2 separate regions of the Mus musculus genome follow, and region 2 is linked to region 1. Evidence: chromatin contacts called from public HiChIP or PLAC-seq data. All regions are on one chromosome and are shown on one strand. Each heading gives the region's core, a stretch centred on a gene start, on an enhancer-like site or on the middle of the called end of the contact. The rest is flanking DNA. Distances are from core to core; before and after follow the strand shown.

Region 1 (7,630 bases), core at 1,703-4,202:
ATGCAGAGACAGGTAGGTCCCTGGAGATCACTGGCCAGTCAGTCCTGCTGATTATGAGGTTTAAATTCAGTGGGTGATTCAGGTTTAAAAATAGAGAACAATAGGGAAAAACACCATGCATCAAGCTCTAGACATATGCATACTCACACGTGCATGCACACACTTGCACACACACACAAGCTAGCACAAGCAATGATCCTAATCCTTCGGTATGTATTTTATGATTCTGAGGCCCAAGTATTCAATGGGAAGGATGGGCCAGACTGGTGGTTTTTCTGACTTTTGGAAACTAGTATGTATCCCAAGGCTCATGGGACCTTGTTGAGGACACCTGTGAGCTTCATTCAGAGGCGAGGGTGGGGGTGGGGCTCAGCCTTGCTTCTCTGATCTCAGACATGCATGTTTCTGTGTTAGCTGTTTTGCCTTTAGGATACCATACAAGATTTGCTTAAAGACAGGAATTTGCCATTTAAAAGAAAAGTGTTTAAAATCTAGGTGATGAGCTTTAAATTTTTGTATACTTGACTAGCATTTGTTCCATCTGTTTTATGCCCTTCTTTGTGAAATTGGGGCTTGAATTTGTCACCCAGCCAATCCTTCAATCTGGGTTGATGTTTACAAAGTATCTTTATATAGGTGGCCATTGGCCATATTTAATGTGATCTCTTTTACAATGCAGTCTTTGTATTGCTGTCTTATATACAGCTTCACTTAAAATAATTGGTACCGGGAGAGGATGGCTCAGTGCATAGGAGTCTTTGCTGCTCCTCCAGATAACCTGAGTTCAGTGACGAGAGCCTACCTTGTGTGGCTAACGATCCTTCATAAGTCCAACTCCAGGACATCTGACACCCTCTTTTGGACCCTGTGGGGACCCACATGCATGTGGCAAACATACACATGCATAAAAATAAGTCTTTAAAATTATTAGGGTATGTTACTGAAGGCTCTTCCATTCTATGATATGAGGCTTTAAAAAAGGTGTTCAAATTGTCTTAATAAATTGCTTGTCAAGCTTGCTTTTGGTAAACACATTGCTATCACAATTACTAAATTGCTTCAGCATCTACCTGCTATGCCTGGCAACCTCTCAAGATAGTAACCAGCTCCCAGCGGCTCAGTTACCTGCTTCTTTAGGCCTAGGAGATGACATTCTGGGGCCTTGACCTGGCTATTTATCACTTTTCTGGCTGGTTCCCTTGAGAAGTGCTGGTGCTCTGAATCCAAGATGGTGTCTGTGGCCCCTGACCCATCATGTGGAAGGGAACACAGTCACAGGAAAGGTATTGTGTCTCCTTGAGTTTTAAGAAAAACCCCAAAGACGGAAGAGAGTGCTGTTTTTCTGTGTTTGCTCTCTTCACCCTTTGGGGGAAACTGAGTATTGTGACCTTAGTCACGTGAAATACGAGGGGTCAGCCAGTCCGACTAGAGTAACTCAGGAGCATAGGAGAATGCCAGGATCATGATGCGGATTGCTGAGGGCAGACACAGGCAGGGACAGGAAAGTGTGTCAGAGGTCAGGGTGTGAATAAGAAGTCTGGGAGAGAGAATGTTGTGTGATTTACCCATGCACTACCCTGGACTCCTCAGGGTTCATTTAAAGAGGGGAGCCCATAAGAGCTGCCATTCTCCTCACCGATTCTCTTGGCACCCTGCTTCTAAGCGTCAGATGGAATCTGTTGACTGAAGAGGAATGAGGTTTTGATTGTGGTTAGTCCTCAACATTTTTTTTTTTTTTAGCAGTGCCAACAACACCCAGGGCAGTTTATAACATTTTAATTTCCTCACAAGTGATCCTCATTTCAATTTGCAACATGTAAGCCTATCCGATGGTAGAGAGTCAGATAATAGGGGAGGTTGTTTACATGAAATCTCATAGAAGACACGCCCAGCAATCGTTTTCATTCATAGTTTCTCTATTGCTTTTGGCAGCAATAATGTAGTGTTTCTGTGTTTCATTTTTATGGAGTGTTATGGGACATAGTCTTTGTAGGTTTAGATTTCAGAGGAGCGTATCTGATTTATACTTGATCAAGCAGTGTTTGCCAAGTAATCTTTGCTGAAAGACAGCTGCTTAGGCTGAAAGGAGGAACCTTCTATAAAAAGTATAAGAACATGCTCTAGGGTTGCATGGGAATTCATGGGGTCTCAGAAATGCAGGGCACAGAGAATTCCACACTCTGAACATTTTCTGGGTTTGACATAAGTTCCTTTTTTTTTTCATATTTGACAATGTCCTAAGCCTCATAAGCGAGTCTTATATTTGCTAATGACCATGATTCTTATAATTAGCTTTTTTTCTATAGGGGATGGTCACATAAAGGTAAACAATATGGTGACTATATCTTTGTTGTATCCATGGAAATCATCATTGATGATTTATTAAGAATCCTTTCTCCTGATCTCCAAACAGTACATTGTGCTGGCCCATGTTCCTTGAAGAATATATATGCTTTTCTTATCAGATAAATCAGCTTTAGTTTTGTTTATATTTTGGTTTCTTCAACTGTTTTGACAGTGGCATTGGCCTCTTAAGACATTAAAGTTAGAGTTATTTTCAAAACTAGTGTTCAGGGGTCAAAGAGACAAGTCAGTGGTTAAAAGTGGGGCTCCTCCAGCACCCAAGTTGGGGTGCCTCACAACCACCTGAACTCCAGGAGACCTAATGCCCTCTTCTGACCTTCATAGGCATCCGAACTCACATGGTCACACCTACACATAAACAAAAATAAATCTTAAAAAGTAGTTTTTGAGAGGGTTTCAGACATAGTTCTGTGGCTCTGCAGAACTAGGTAATCTGTTAAAGTAGTCAGACTGAAGACACCCCAGGTGGGATAAGATATCCCGCTGTCATAATGCCCTTATCACTGAGGACCCTCGAGTCTGTTGGTAGAGCCATACAGTGGAGGAGTGCTTCTGGGAAGTGGAGTCTTTGTGCACCTGGCCCCAGAATGCACCGGGCTTCTTTCATTAGTCCGGCTCCCGCAGTTGCGGTGCAGCAGTGACTGCTGGCCGCCCGTTTTTGATGGCAATTTGGCAGAGAGTCAAACTTTGGCCCCGAAGCAGAGGTGGCACAATTAGGCAGCTGAGAAGCATTCTCTCAACACACACTTTTAATTGATTTCAGCTTGTTTCAGTTTGCAAAGACAGAGCTGTTACACGCAGCGCAGCGGCCTTCTTTCGAGGGGCTTATTTTTACTTTCCCTTTATTCAGCAGCGCTAATTCAACAGCACCAGAAGCGACAATAATGGCAGAGCGCTGAAGAGAGCATCTTTGGCATGGCTTGGATGCAAAAAGTATTATTAAGAACTAATGAGTAGGATAGTTAGATGTTAACCAGAAAAGCATCAATGAGCAGAAGAGCGAACGAGCGATCGAGCGAACATTCTGGGGCAAACATCTGCCTCTGAAGCAGATGTTACCTTGTAAGTTTACAGAAGGAAAGGCAGCGTAAGTGTAAGCTGGTGGTTTTAGGTATGGCAGGGACAGGGAGATAATCACGGGGCCTTCTTGTTCTTCTTGAACTCACAGATGACTGTGGATAGAGGTATGGGCTTTAAATAGGAAAGGTATCAAGCAAGGATGAGGTGACATCAGTGGCAGCTGTGGTGGATTGTGACCTGAGACTGTCAGCAACTAACTGTGTTCTCCCCTGCTTTATCTAGAGCCCAGACATCTCTTCAGCACACAAGGTTACAGCTGCTATAACCTTGTCCAATGAGAGGTTAAGACCTGTGACCCGTTCAGCCCCAGCCCAAAATTACCTAACCTACTGCTGACTTGTAGAACAGCTTGGTTTATGCAGATGATAATGAGCCAGTGGCCACACATTTTCTCGTTACACAGTAAGTCAATTGTTTTGTTTTGTTTGTTTGTTTTCCAGCTTTCAGTCCTTGATCCAAAAATCACCAACTAGTAGGATTTTTCAAGACTACCTTGCAATCTGGGATGTATTTTAAGATTCCTCAAAGGACACCAGATTAGCAACTGTGTTACTTTTGTTTAGTTCTACTGAACAAACCTGAAGAGAAAAGGAAGCCCTGGGACCCTTTAGTCTGTCCCAATGCCTTCAAGAAGAAGTTGGAAAATATGAGGGCCCAGGGATGGAGAGATGACTCAGGCAATAAAGTACTGGCCATGCAAGTGTGAGCACACACATCAATAAGATGGGCGAGCCACTTGTAAGCCCAGCACTGGGGAGGCAGAAACAGGGGCATCCCTGGGGCTCAATGGCCGGGCAGTCTTGCCTAATCTGTGAGTTCCAGGTTCAGTGAAAGACTGTTTTAAAGGTAGCTAGTGGATAGTGACTGAGAAAGACAAGCAAGCTGACCTCTGGCCTCTGCACACATACAAGCACCTATGTATGTGTATGTGCGTGTGCATGTATATGTGTACCTACATGCACACATGCACCTGCTTACCTGTTCCCCCAAAGAAAAATATAAAGTTCTTTGTTTGGCGTACTTCATCAAGATGAAGGAGTGAGCCACTAACCAAGGTAGACTTCCTAGTTAAGCTCTCTCCCTCTTCCCTCATTTCAGAGCAAAACCCTCAATAGCCTTCTGTTTCCTCCTGAAGGTCAAGGAGGCGTCAGCCTTTCAATGGAAAGAAGTCCAGTGGAGAAGAGGATGGGGCCAGCCTCCCTGATGCTCTGATACTTAGACATGGGGCTTTGGAGTGGAGTAAATTCCAGCCACCAAGCCATGTGACTAAAGTTTGCCATTGCATGGCACATGTATTTGTACCCGAATGATCATTGGTATGGTGACAGGGAACCTTTTGCCACTCTCCTTTGGAAAGCTATGTTCTCCATCAACATGTAACCGAGATTCCCCAGCACCCTGCCTATCTTTGGAGGATGGACTGCAGAGATAAGCTAGCCATGCAATCCATAATCTCGAGCTTGCAGTTATGTGTTTGGCTCTCGATGGATCTGCCCTCTACCACAAAGAAAGGTCTTTGAAACATTTCAGGGAGAATCTCTTGGCCAATGACAACCTTTCATTGAGATTTTTCATTACATATTTTGGGGGCTCCATAGGCTATTGTATGGAAACATTTCAGCAGAGGACCCCAAGGATGACCTGTGAATACATGCCGCAGAGAGACGACTTTAACTTTGTGTCAGATTGTCCACTTGTAGATGTGAAGTTTCCCTTTCCTCTGTGTGTATGTGTGTTTACATACACACACGGATATGCATGCAAGTGTGCATTGTGTGTGTGTGTGTGTGTGTGTGTGTGTGTGATTTTCTCTCATCTGGAAAGAGGGCAGATCTGGAGATCATTTCGCAGACTCGGGGGTCAGTTTATGCATAGTCCATAGTCCTTAGGAGCATTCATTCCATCCTAGAGAAAGCAGGGGCGCCTCCAAGAGCAAAACATTCTCGGCGTCTTCCTTCTGCTGTTTGCAACACTGACTCACATTTCTTGAAGGAGGTTCGGCATCTGCTGTGTGGTTCTCAGTGTGACACAAGTGGGCTTCGCTTCCCTCCCAGGGAAAGTGTGCCCCTGCCTCACCTGTTGAGGGCAGGTGAGGTGAACAGAGCTTGTGTGTGTTGAGGAGCCTGGGGAGGAACCATCCTGGTGGCTCTCTCAGTGGAGCAGAGTCAGCTGTGCTTGTCCCCGCTTCACCTGCCTGATGGTGACACAGAAGTGAGGTTGGAAAGGTTGTGCTGTGCCTTGAAATCTCATAATGACATAAATGAGCCATTCAGTGCCCGTGGAAGGAGCTATAGAGAGAATTCTCAAATAACAACAACAGCAACAACAAGCCACTTTTCTCTAGTACGGACTTTACCAGTGTTGTTGCTGGTTCCCACCCCTGTCATGCCCCGACTCTGTCATCATGTTGACCCTCCAAGGCACACTTTACTAATGGGGACCAGAACTTTGTGGGGACTTGGCAGATTTCTAAAGTCCCACTTCTGGTAGATGATAGAACCAGACTTTAACCAAGATCTGCCTTTCTCCCAAGCCTGTGTTCTTTCCATACTGCACAGTCTGCTCCCCTGGCCCTGCCACTTTGTGCTTCCCCAACACGAAACTTCAGGCACCTTCTGGAACAAGCTGTTTGGTTTCTCGCTCATGTGGCTTTCTTCTTTCTTGCATAACCAACTCGCATGATCAGCACATGTACACACAGAGAGATAAACATAGTTAGGAGTGCTGTAAGGAAGTCAACGGTGGGACTGTAGACCAGAGTGGCATTGATGGGATGGATAACCGGTGCTTCAGAAGCCGGTACGGTCTGGAACCCCCGAGCTGGCCTAGAAACGGCTTGCTAACAGAAGACATCTGCGCCTCTCTACTTTACAAGCACCGTGACAATCTCCACAAGCCACAAGGTCTGAGGAACTGTAACATTTATGGCTCCCTGGCCATAAATTCATGCGGAGCCCATGAAAATGCGGCCCCATGGGGTTATGGCAGAGATGCAGAACTGCAAACATCTGCACATGGGCAGTAAAGCTAACCTCTGGTGCGCGGCCCTCCACTGTTGCCGACATATATTAACATTAGTGACAATTGAATGTGATTATCTGGGATGCCATTTTATCTGCCAGCTGCAGACTTATGGCTCCTAAAGATCCCATTCCTCCCTTTCCTCATATGTTGTTTTTATGTGACTCAAATTGTATGCAGGAATTCATGATTACTGGGGGCTTCCCTCTTACTTCTTAGTGGATGCAGGCTATGTATAAATTTCCAGTACTTAAATTGATTGTAGCTTTTAGATGAAATAGGCCCCTCAAAAGTCTGTGAAGCAGCTGCGCAAATGGCAAAGCATTCATTGTTTTATGTCTGAAGACCCCACCAAGAGCCTGGGGGAAAAGAATGTATTTTGACACTGGTGGGCAGGGCTTGGGGCCAGCAAGTTTGTGAATTCATTTTTATGTTAGTTGTTTGGAGTTTGTGATTAATATGTCACATTGTCAAGGTTTAAATCTCTGATATTTCTTTTCGATTATTCAAGTTGGTTTTATGAAGTTTTTCTGGGCTGGAGAGTCAATTCTTTAGGCTTTGCGACTTATGTAATTTCCATAGCAATTACTGACTACCATCATTGTAGAGAGAAAACAGTGTAGGCAATCTATAAGCAAATGAAGCAAATTTCATGGCTTCATTGAAATAAAATTTTATTTATAAAAATAGGCAGCATGATATTATTTGTTGAACCTTGCCTCAAACACATGCAGATATGTCCAGTTATTGGGAAATTTAGGAAGACTTTAGAACTTTTAGGAATGAACCCGCATCTCATTCCAGTTGACAATATCCAAAGTTGCAAAACACCAATTTTAAGTTAATATAAATTGTAGTCTTTAGTCTAGCATAAGCCTGCTTAACGTTTGCTTGCTTTTAGTTCGTCCAATGCATAGAGCGCTCCAGTCATAGGGATTTGACAGAGTGTAAGTGTTCAGAGGGAATGGGGCTGAGAGACATCAGTCTTGTAGTGTGTTTCATTGAGTTCCTTTCATACAGCTTGTGTGTGGTGTTTGCGCATGCTTGTATGGGAGTGTGCACATGTGCTTGTGGGTTTGCGTGTATGTGTGCCTGTGCGTGTGGACGCCAAAGATCAACGTTGGTTTTCACATTATTTTTTAAAAGAGTTATTACTATTGCTATT
Region 2 (7,630 bases), core at 2,384-4,883, 480 kb after region 1:
AAGTGACAGACGGTGATCTTGTTTTCTACCTATACAAAGAAAGGGGAAATGCCGAATGGAATCATGGGAGAAAATACCTCACATAGGAATCCCCCCACTGTGTATATGGAAGTCTCTGAGGGAAGTTAGCGTGATGGGGGATGGAGTCTCTCTTTCTTCCTCTGGTGCCTTATGCTGGTACTGGCTGGAACCTTGGAAGGATCTTGAATGACTGTTTAGAGACAGAAGAAATTGAAACAAATTGTGAGTCACTCCCGAGTGGGTCCCCTTCTTGGACATCTTTTGAGATCTGAGAGATTGAACCCATTCAAGATGAAGAAATGTTTCATTCCTGACTGTGTCTCGGCAGAGGGAAGACAATACTGGAGGAAGAGACATGATGTCTATGGTGGAATGTAAATTCCCTTTGACAAGGTCTCCTCAAAAACTTTCCATGTCAGGACTCCTTAGTTTTATCTACAAACTTTTTAGAGTCTTCTAATTTTTTTACATTATCTATCTATCTATCTCTCAAACTTGAGGGATTATGAGCAGTTACTTACATTAAGACAGAATATTTCTTGAAACCTCTGTAAGTCATTTCTTTGAGTGAAATTTAAACCGTTTATTCAGATGGCTGACAAGGGTTATACCCAATTTAAAAAAAAAACTCTTCAGTTCTCTCTCTCTCTCTTTCTCTCTCTCTCTCTCTCTCTCTCTCTCTCTCTCTCTCTCTCTCCCCGCCCCCACCCCTGCTCTCATGCATGTGTGTACATGTGAGTGTGTGTGTGTGTCTATGTTATTGCTGTATTGTGTTTTGTCGGCCATCCCCTACTTGGTAATCATGATGGGAAATGAGGTCTAAAACTGATAAGGCATCCGATTTTATTTTTCATTCTGAGGGTCTCATAAGATGCGACTAGCCATTTATTTCATCTGGCTCATTGTCGATCACACCAGCATGTTTTGCCTCCTTGCCGCAAGTTTCTTTGTACTCCTGGTACCCAGCCATGGCCCTGCTTCCTGCTGAATTAAACCAAAACCCAGACAAAACCAAAGAACACATCTCTCCCGAAGGTCATGCAGGAGGTCACCCCTGGTGAGATGGACATTGCAGATGTGGTAGAAAGATTAGAGGTGGCTTTGATGGAACCCTCGTCTGTTCTTTGCCCCTGCTTCTCAGAGTGGGAGATCCGATCGCTTGTCATTGCCTCACGTTATTGAAGACTTTTGACAGGCACCTCCAGGAAAAATGCCCTACAGATCGTGGAATGTGTGAGTCTGTGAGTGTGTGTGTGTGTGTGTGTGTGTGCATTTTACACAACACTTTAGAATGATTGAGGTGTTCAAAAGGACTTTGCCAAGTGAGCTCTTTGCAGGGCTCAGATTCCCATAGGTTACCCTTCCTTAAGGTCCCTCGGTGGCCCTTTTGCTCCGTTTGATGACAATTTCTGTTCATTCCAGATTGTATTCCTTCTCTTTAGCGGCTTCAAACAGCTCCCTGGAGCTGTGGTTTTAGCATTTGGGTGCTGATCACATCGGTCCTGGACTTTTGTTATTTTTTACCCCTTTGAAGGTTTCCCTCCGCTCTTCTGTTTTCGGTGGCTCTGCTTTCATCTCTGCTGCCTTTTCTGCCACGGTGTTATCTATTCATTTGAGAGAGTCTGGCCATTCAGGCCTCTGAAGATGAGGCCATTCCCTCCCTTCTGGGCCCTGACTGCCTCAGTGGGTAGTCCTCGACTAGGGCTTTTCATCAGGCAACAGTGGGGCCCCCTCTTCAGGCTGCTACTTTGGTGCTGTGATAAGAATTAGTACACCACAATTTCGTTTTTATCAACCTCTTCTATGTCTTCCCATTTAGGGTTGAGATGCAGGAGTTTCTGGCATGGCTGGTACTTTTAGAAATGGTTTGTTTCATCTCTGATCGTGGAAGATAATGAAAGGGAGGCCACCATCTCAGGCACTTTCCACAAATGACCTTTTACTGTCTCTTTCCTCATTGTGACCAGATGACCAGAGCATTGAGCAGGGGTCAGACTTTGAGGGTTTCAGTCCTGAGGCTGCCAGGTTCCCTGCCACAGACTTTTATCTAAGTCCTTTGCTACCTGCATTGTTCCCAACCCTTGGCATGGATATTACACGCTATTTTGCCTACTTAAATAGTTCATGCATTTTATTTCAAAAGCTCTCGTGCTAAGTAATACAATTTGAAGATAATATAGCCTGTAAGTGTTCTTATAACTGTCTGTATGTGTGTGGATGCACGTGTAAGGGGGTGCTCATATGTGTTGGTGTGCCTGTATGTAGAGGCTAGGACAACATAAGGTATAGTCCTCATTGCTTTCCACGATGTGTGTGTGTGTGTGTGTGTGTGTGTGTGTGTGTGTGTGTATCTCACTGAACATGGAGTTCACTAATTGGCTAGACTGACTGGCCAGTGAGGCCCGAGGATTTGGCTGTCTTCACTCACAGGGCTGAGGTTTGCTGTAAAAAGCTCTGGTTTTTACGTGGGTGGGATCTGAACTCAGGTCTTCAAGCTTGAAGAGCAGGTGATTTGCTGCCTAGAGCATCCTCCCACCCCCACCCCCAGCTCTCTAGTGTAACAACGTTTTCAATTCAGTATTTTATACCAAGGAGAAGGTGTTAACCCAAAAGCCAAGCATCCTTTGGATATGGGCAGAGGTTTGCTGAGACTGAATCCCAGAAAGTCATCCTTCACGGTCTTTATGTTTTAAATAGATTAATGAAGAGGTGTCACTTGGAAATATATCCTTCCTGCTATCATGGAGATACCTTTGACCCTGTATATCTGTGACCTGAAAGGTTAAAAGACCATAAAGTGACCATCAAATCTCCAGGCCTGGTTTGTATAGCAGGTCATTTGAGCTGGTTTCTGAAGACTATTAGGAAGCTCAATGAATTAAAACCTAATTGCTAACTTATTGGTGGCATGCAAAAGGGTCGTGCAAAGTATCTCTATGGCAGGCAAGAACAGGAAGTCAGCTTCATACATCACTTACAAAAGTCTCCTGCCACGGGTAACTTTACTTAGCCTGCCCACCTGAGCGCCTCATGGTACAAATGTTTCAAAGCAGGAAGCCCATTCATAGGCAATGTTCCACCGGAAGCAATGTGTCATGAGCACTACAGTAGGAGTCAGAAACTGGGGTTCAAGTCCCAGCTTTTCCGTTAGTGTGTGACCCTGGCTGAGCCAGAAAGCTGTTTTGCTACCCTAATCCCTCCTCGATGCCACCCTCTTCCTGAGCATCTGCGTTTCAGCCTAGCTTTTTCCTACATTCTTCCTAGAGAAAGAATTGTGACGGCATCAGTTTATTAAAATTCTATGGGACCTAGGAGGTGACCATGAAGATTTCACTACAAAAAGCATCATTAATCTGGAGTCTGGACACAATACAGAGTCCAAGAGATAGAAACCCAAAGTATCTGGGCGCTAGTTTAAGACGTTCTAGGCAATAAATTCCCCTTCCTCTCTTCCTCTGCTAGGCAGGACTTGGGACGACGTATCTGCAGACCATTGAAGTGTCTGCAGAGTGGCTGTCATCTGACAGGTTGAGGAGGTGGCAGTCTCTAGGCCTCGCACAATTTAACTGGTTTTCCTGAATGTGTGCCAAGTGCCCTGGCAACAAGCAGGCAGGTTTTTCTGTTTTATTTTAATGAGTTACCATAGCCATTGAAGAAGGGCATTGGTATCACGTGTGTGTGCGTATAAAGGCGTCCTTTGACAAAATCAGTTGCCTCACTTGCACTGAAAGGCAGCCGTTGCCAAGTTATGCTGAGTTTTCCTGCTTCTGTTTTCCACTGAATTTCCCCTTACTGCTAATCTTTTCTTCTCTAGAATGCTGGCAGGTTCAATGCAGTACAGAATTAGCCATGACAACAAATATCTTAATAGAATGATCCATATTTAAACCCCAGCCCTGAGTTATCCAAGGAAGCATTTGATGCGCAAGTCTAATTTAAATAGAGGTAGAGGGGTGTTTGGACCACTTCATTTTTATTAACGTTCGATGAATGTTAGAACTGAATGAAAACTCCGTGTGTCTCGAAGGTGTCCTACTAAGTAAAAATCTTTTTTCTGCCAGGAGACCTTAGGGCAATTCTCACTGAACCCAAAATAGCCAAACCCCTGATTGGAAGTTCTTAAGTAAGAAGGCTTATTATTATAGGCACACATACCAACTCTGCGTATGCAGACAATTGAGAAGAAATGAGATATTCCCTTATAAATTAACTTTTCTGGAGCATGTCTCTATAAATGCTTAAACAACTTCACTTTTATTTTGCAGGGGAAGGGCTCTCCAAATATATTATGTAAGTCCCTGTCTTCATGAGCTAAATCATTCTTAATGATTCAAAGCTACTATAAACATTAATTATTATGACCTTCATAGTATGCTGTAACACAAGATGTCCTCAAGACAAGGTGTGGCTGGTGGCTGGCCCTTACACTTAGTGATCCTGTCCTGTCATGGTTTTTCATTCCTTATGCCTCACTTTTTATCTTTTATGAAAGCTCTTCTATTAATAATTTATCATGTATTTTTTCTCTGCTCTTATTTGCAAAGGTCTAAGTTGATCACGTAAGGCTCTTTCTCTAATATCTTTTGTATACTCAAACTTGGGACAGCATGGCTTTCAGGATTGTGATTTTTAGGCCAAGAAGCCATCCTAGTGGCTGCCAGAAGCTTGCTTTTGAAGCACATGGCTGGAGCTAAGTTTCTCGGATTTTAGTGGGTGACTTTGTAATATCGCCCCATCTCTCTCCCTCCTCCTCCTCCTCCTCCTCCTCCTCCTCCTCTTCCTTCTGGCCATTTTATTTTTGTTTTCTACTACATTGCATGCATAAGGCTTTCAAGTGAGATGTCTCTAATTGTGGAAGGTTTTTCTCACAATTACACTTCTCTGGCCACAGTTAGCCTGGTGCACACACTGACAACGGGATTCCATCTCTGAATCTTGGTGACAATGTTTAGTGCAGACATGCCAAGCTCCTTTAACCTCCCTTTCAAACCTTCCTACAGCGTCTCACCCAAGGGCTGCTCTAAGAAATATCTCTGAAGAAAATTTAAAATTATCATCACAACACACACCGTATACCAACATAGCTTTCTAAGAACTGTAATCGTCTTTTTGTGTTCTGGAAAACACTTCTATGTTTTTCACACCTTGGTTTAAGAAAAAACAAAAAAACAAAAAAACAAAACAAAAACCAAACAAAACAAGAAAGTTCATGCTGAGTATAAGTGATTTTTTTTAAGGCAAAAAGATGAACACAGAATTATTCACAAACACAAATTCCAAATGCATTTCAACTTTTTTATAGGAATCTTTTGCTGATGCAAAAATCCATGGGTCATTATTACATGTACTATCATTCATCCTTTCCCAGAGACGACATTTATTTAATACCCTCTGGGCCCCACCAGAGATGCACATGCATATCACACACATTCTAAGGAAATACTCACTTTGGCCTGAATTCCAAGGTTTTGTGAGTCATAGCCCAGCTGCCCTGTGTTAGTTAGGCTCCTTCCACTAGTTCAAACCGAAAGCTTTCAAGTGAAAAACAACTTGTTTTTCTTTTTCTTTTTTTTTTTCCCCCTCAAATTAGCCTTGATTCTATTAGAATGATCCCAAGTATTTTGTGTCCTTGGAAGGAATTTGCAGAAGGGTTGGCATAACATTTTCCTGCTCACTGACAGGGTAATTCAGTAGCCCCATCCAGGAGCATTTAAAATAGCCGTGAACCAACTGGAAGCAACCCTCTGTAGGGCATACCAGGAGCATGCCTGCTGGCAGGTGCTGTTTTAAACTCCAGGTTTGATTCAGATCTGTCTGTCGTTTGTCGCCTGATGAGAATTTATGGGTTGGGGGTGGGAGGGTGTTGTCTCCAGAAAAGTTAATAAAAACGTGAGTTAGGAAGCACTGCGTGGTTTGTAGACAGCCACTTCTACGGCTCTCTTCGGCTGTGTGGTCAAGTGCACAGAGTCAGCATCTCTCCTCCCTGTCGTTGTTCCTTTTGCTGCCAGTGATTCATCTTGTTTTGAATCTTCTAAAGGCCCGTGATCTTAAAGAGTGTCACTTAATCGTGTCTGATGATCGTGATTTTATAAGGTAATTATTTGGTATAAATTTTGAGTGTAGTAAGCGCTGGGTGACAGATGCCATCTCGGACCTGCCACTGCGCAGACTTAAATTCTGTTTCATTAGCCTTAGGTACGTACAGGCCGTGTGAGGCAACTCCACAGAAACTGCTCACGTCTTATGGCCTTGAAATCTTAAGGAGCACATCAGAAACCCTTTCAGATAGAATCATGATATGTTTGTTAATTAAATATGTATTTTAGGAATGCTTGGCGGAGAGAAAAAAAAAAGACATCATATTTCCAGAGAGGACCAACTTCTGTGTTTGAAGCATCACTTTTAAACATTCAACAAATCTTTTTGAAGTAGAATAAATTAGCAGCTTATTTTAATTCAGACCATCTTGGTGCTACATTGTTAGAAAATGGTGCCAATACTGAATTGTGAAGGCTAACAGAGCCTGCAGTCTTAAGTACTCGTTCTCAGGATGGTATCGTCTGACATCCTAAACATATAGCACACAACTGGAGTGTCTGGGAAACAAAACATATACTTCGCAGTGGAAAATTCTCTGAATCCCTAGGCTTCCCTGGAAGCCTGGACCAGCCAGGCCTGGGCTTACCCAGATGCCCACATTGGGTCACTGTTGGCACTATCAGGTGCTATATTTTGCAGTACTTCTTTGGTACGGACTTCTAACTCTGGCTTATAAACTATCCTGATGCAATATTGATCAGAAACCAACTGTTTGCCAGGTTCTGTGTTCATTAACTGACTTTTTAGTTCTCTCCAAAAGCCATTATTAGCGATAGGTTCTTATGCTGTTTCGGTTTTATAGGCGAGGACAGTGAAGCTTACAGTACCACAGCCAGTCAGTTAAGACTGAGATGGGAAGGAAACCAGATTTTCCTATCCCAGCCCCAGAACTCTTTCTATCATGTGTCCCAACTTCAGCAAGACATTCACTTAGTTGACAAATACTTACCCAGCAACTGGATATGCCAGACACCATGATAAACCTTGGCATCATGGGGGGATACAGAGAGACTAAGATGGTGTTTCCGCTGACTCTAGAGATAGGAGCACAAATGATCACAAAAACCAGAATGAGTGAGGCTGAGGAGCTGGCTCTGTGGATACGGGCATCTGCCACCAATCCTGATGGCCTGAGTTCAATCCCAGAGATCAGCACGGTGAAAAGAGAGAACTGACTCTGGCATCTTGTCCTCTGATGACACATGCACACATACATGCATGCATGTGTGTGCACACGCAAGGACACTTATGTACACACACACACATACACTTAAGATAATTTTTGAAAAAGAAATGGCATTAGGGAGAGAACAAGGTAAATTAAAAAACAAAAAATGACGATAAAGATTCAGGTTTACAAAAAAGAGCAGACTGCAAATGGGGGCCCAGAACTTGGCTGATGGAGGTTGGGGGTTTCTCTGTGACCTTCCAAAGACAGTGGCATTTAAACTGAGAATGCTGAGTGACAAAGATGGATGGAGATGTAGCATACTCTATTTTCATTATTGAT

What was found. HiChIP or PLAC-seq counts read pairs in DNA pulled down with a chosen protein or histone mark.
Region 2: an H3K4me3 HiChIP or PLAC-seq map of embryonic basal ganglia shows a contact between it and region 1, with 4 times the contacts expected there. The contact joins two enhancer-like sites. A contact is called at or near these places in 7 of 115 datasets of contacts at active chromatin or transcription factors (craniofacial prominence, embryonic basal ganglia, embryonic forebrain and 3 more).

What each region holds. Positions count from the first base shown.
Region 1 is chr9:68,789,184-68,796,813 of GRCm38.p6, forward strand. The region is part of intron 1 of Rora (RAR-related orphan receptor alpha); the gene reads left to right. Among named protein-coding and RNA genes, the nearest start is that of 9530091C08Rik, 28 kb to the left of the region's middle. Within about 2 kb of position 2,953, at least 19 of the 459 cell types and tissues checked have an H3K27ac peak or open chromatin away from gene starts, as enhancers often do. A contact at or near this core is called in embryonic basal ganglia, where this site is marked.
Region 2 is chr9:69,269,473-69,277,102 of GRCm38.p6, forward strand. The region is part of intron 2 of Rora (RAR-related orphan receptor alpha); the gene reads left to right. Among named protein-coding and RNA genes, the nearest start is that of Gm46153, 32 kb to the right of the region's middle. Within about 2 kb of position 3,634, at least 23 of the 459 cell types and tissues checked have an H3K27ac peak or open chromatin away from gene starts, as enhancers often do. A contact at or near this core is called in embryonic basal ganglia, where this site is marked.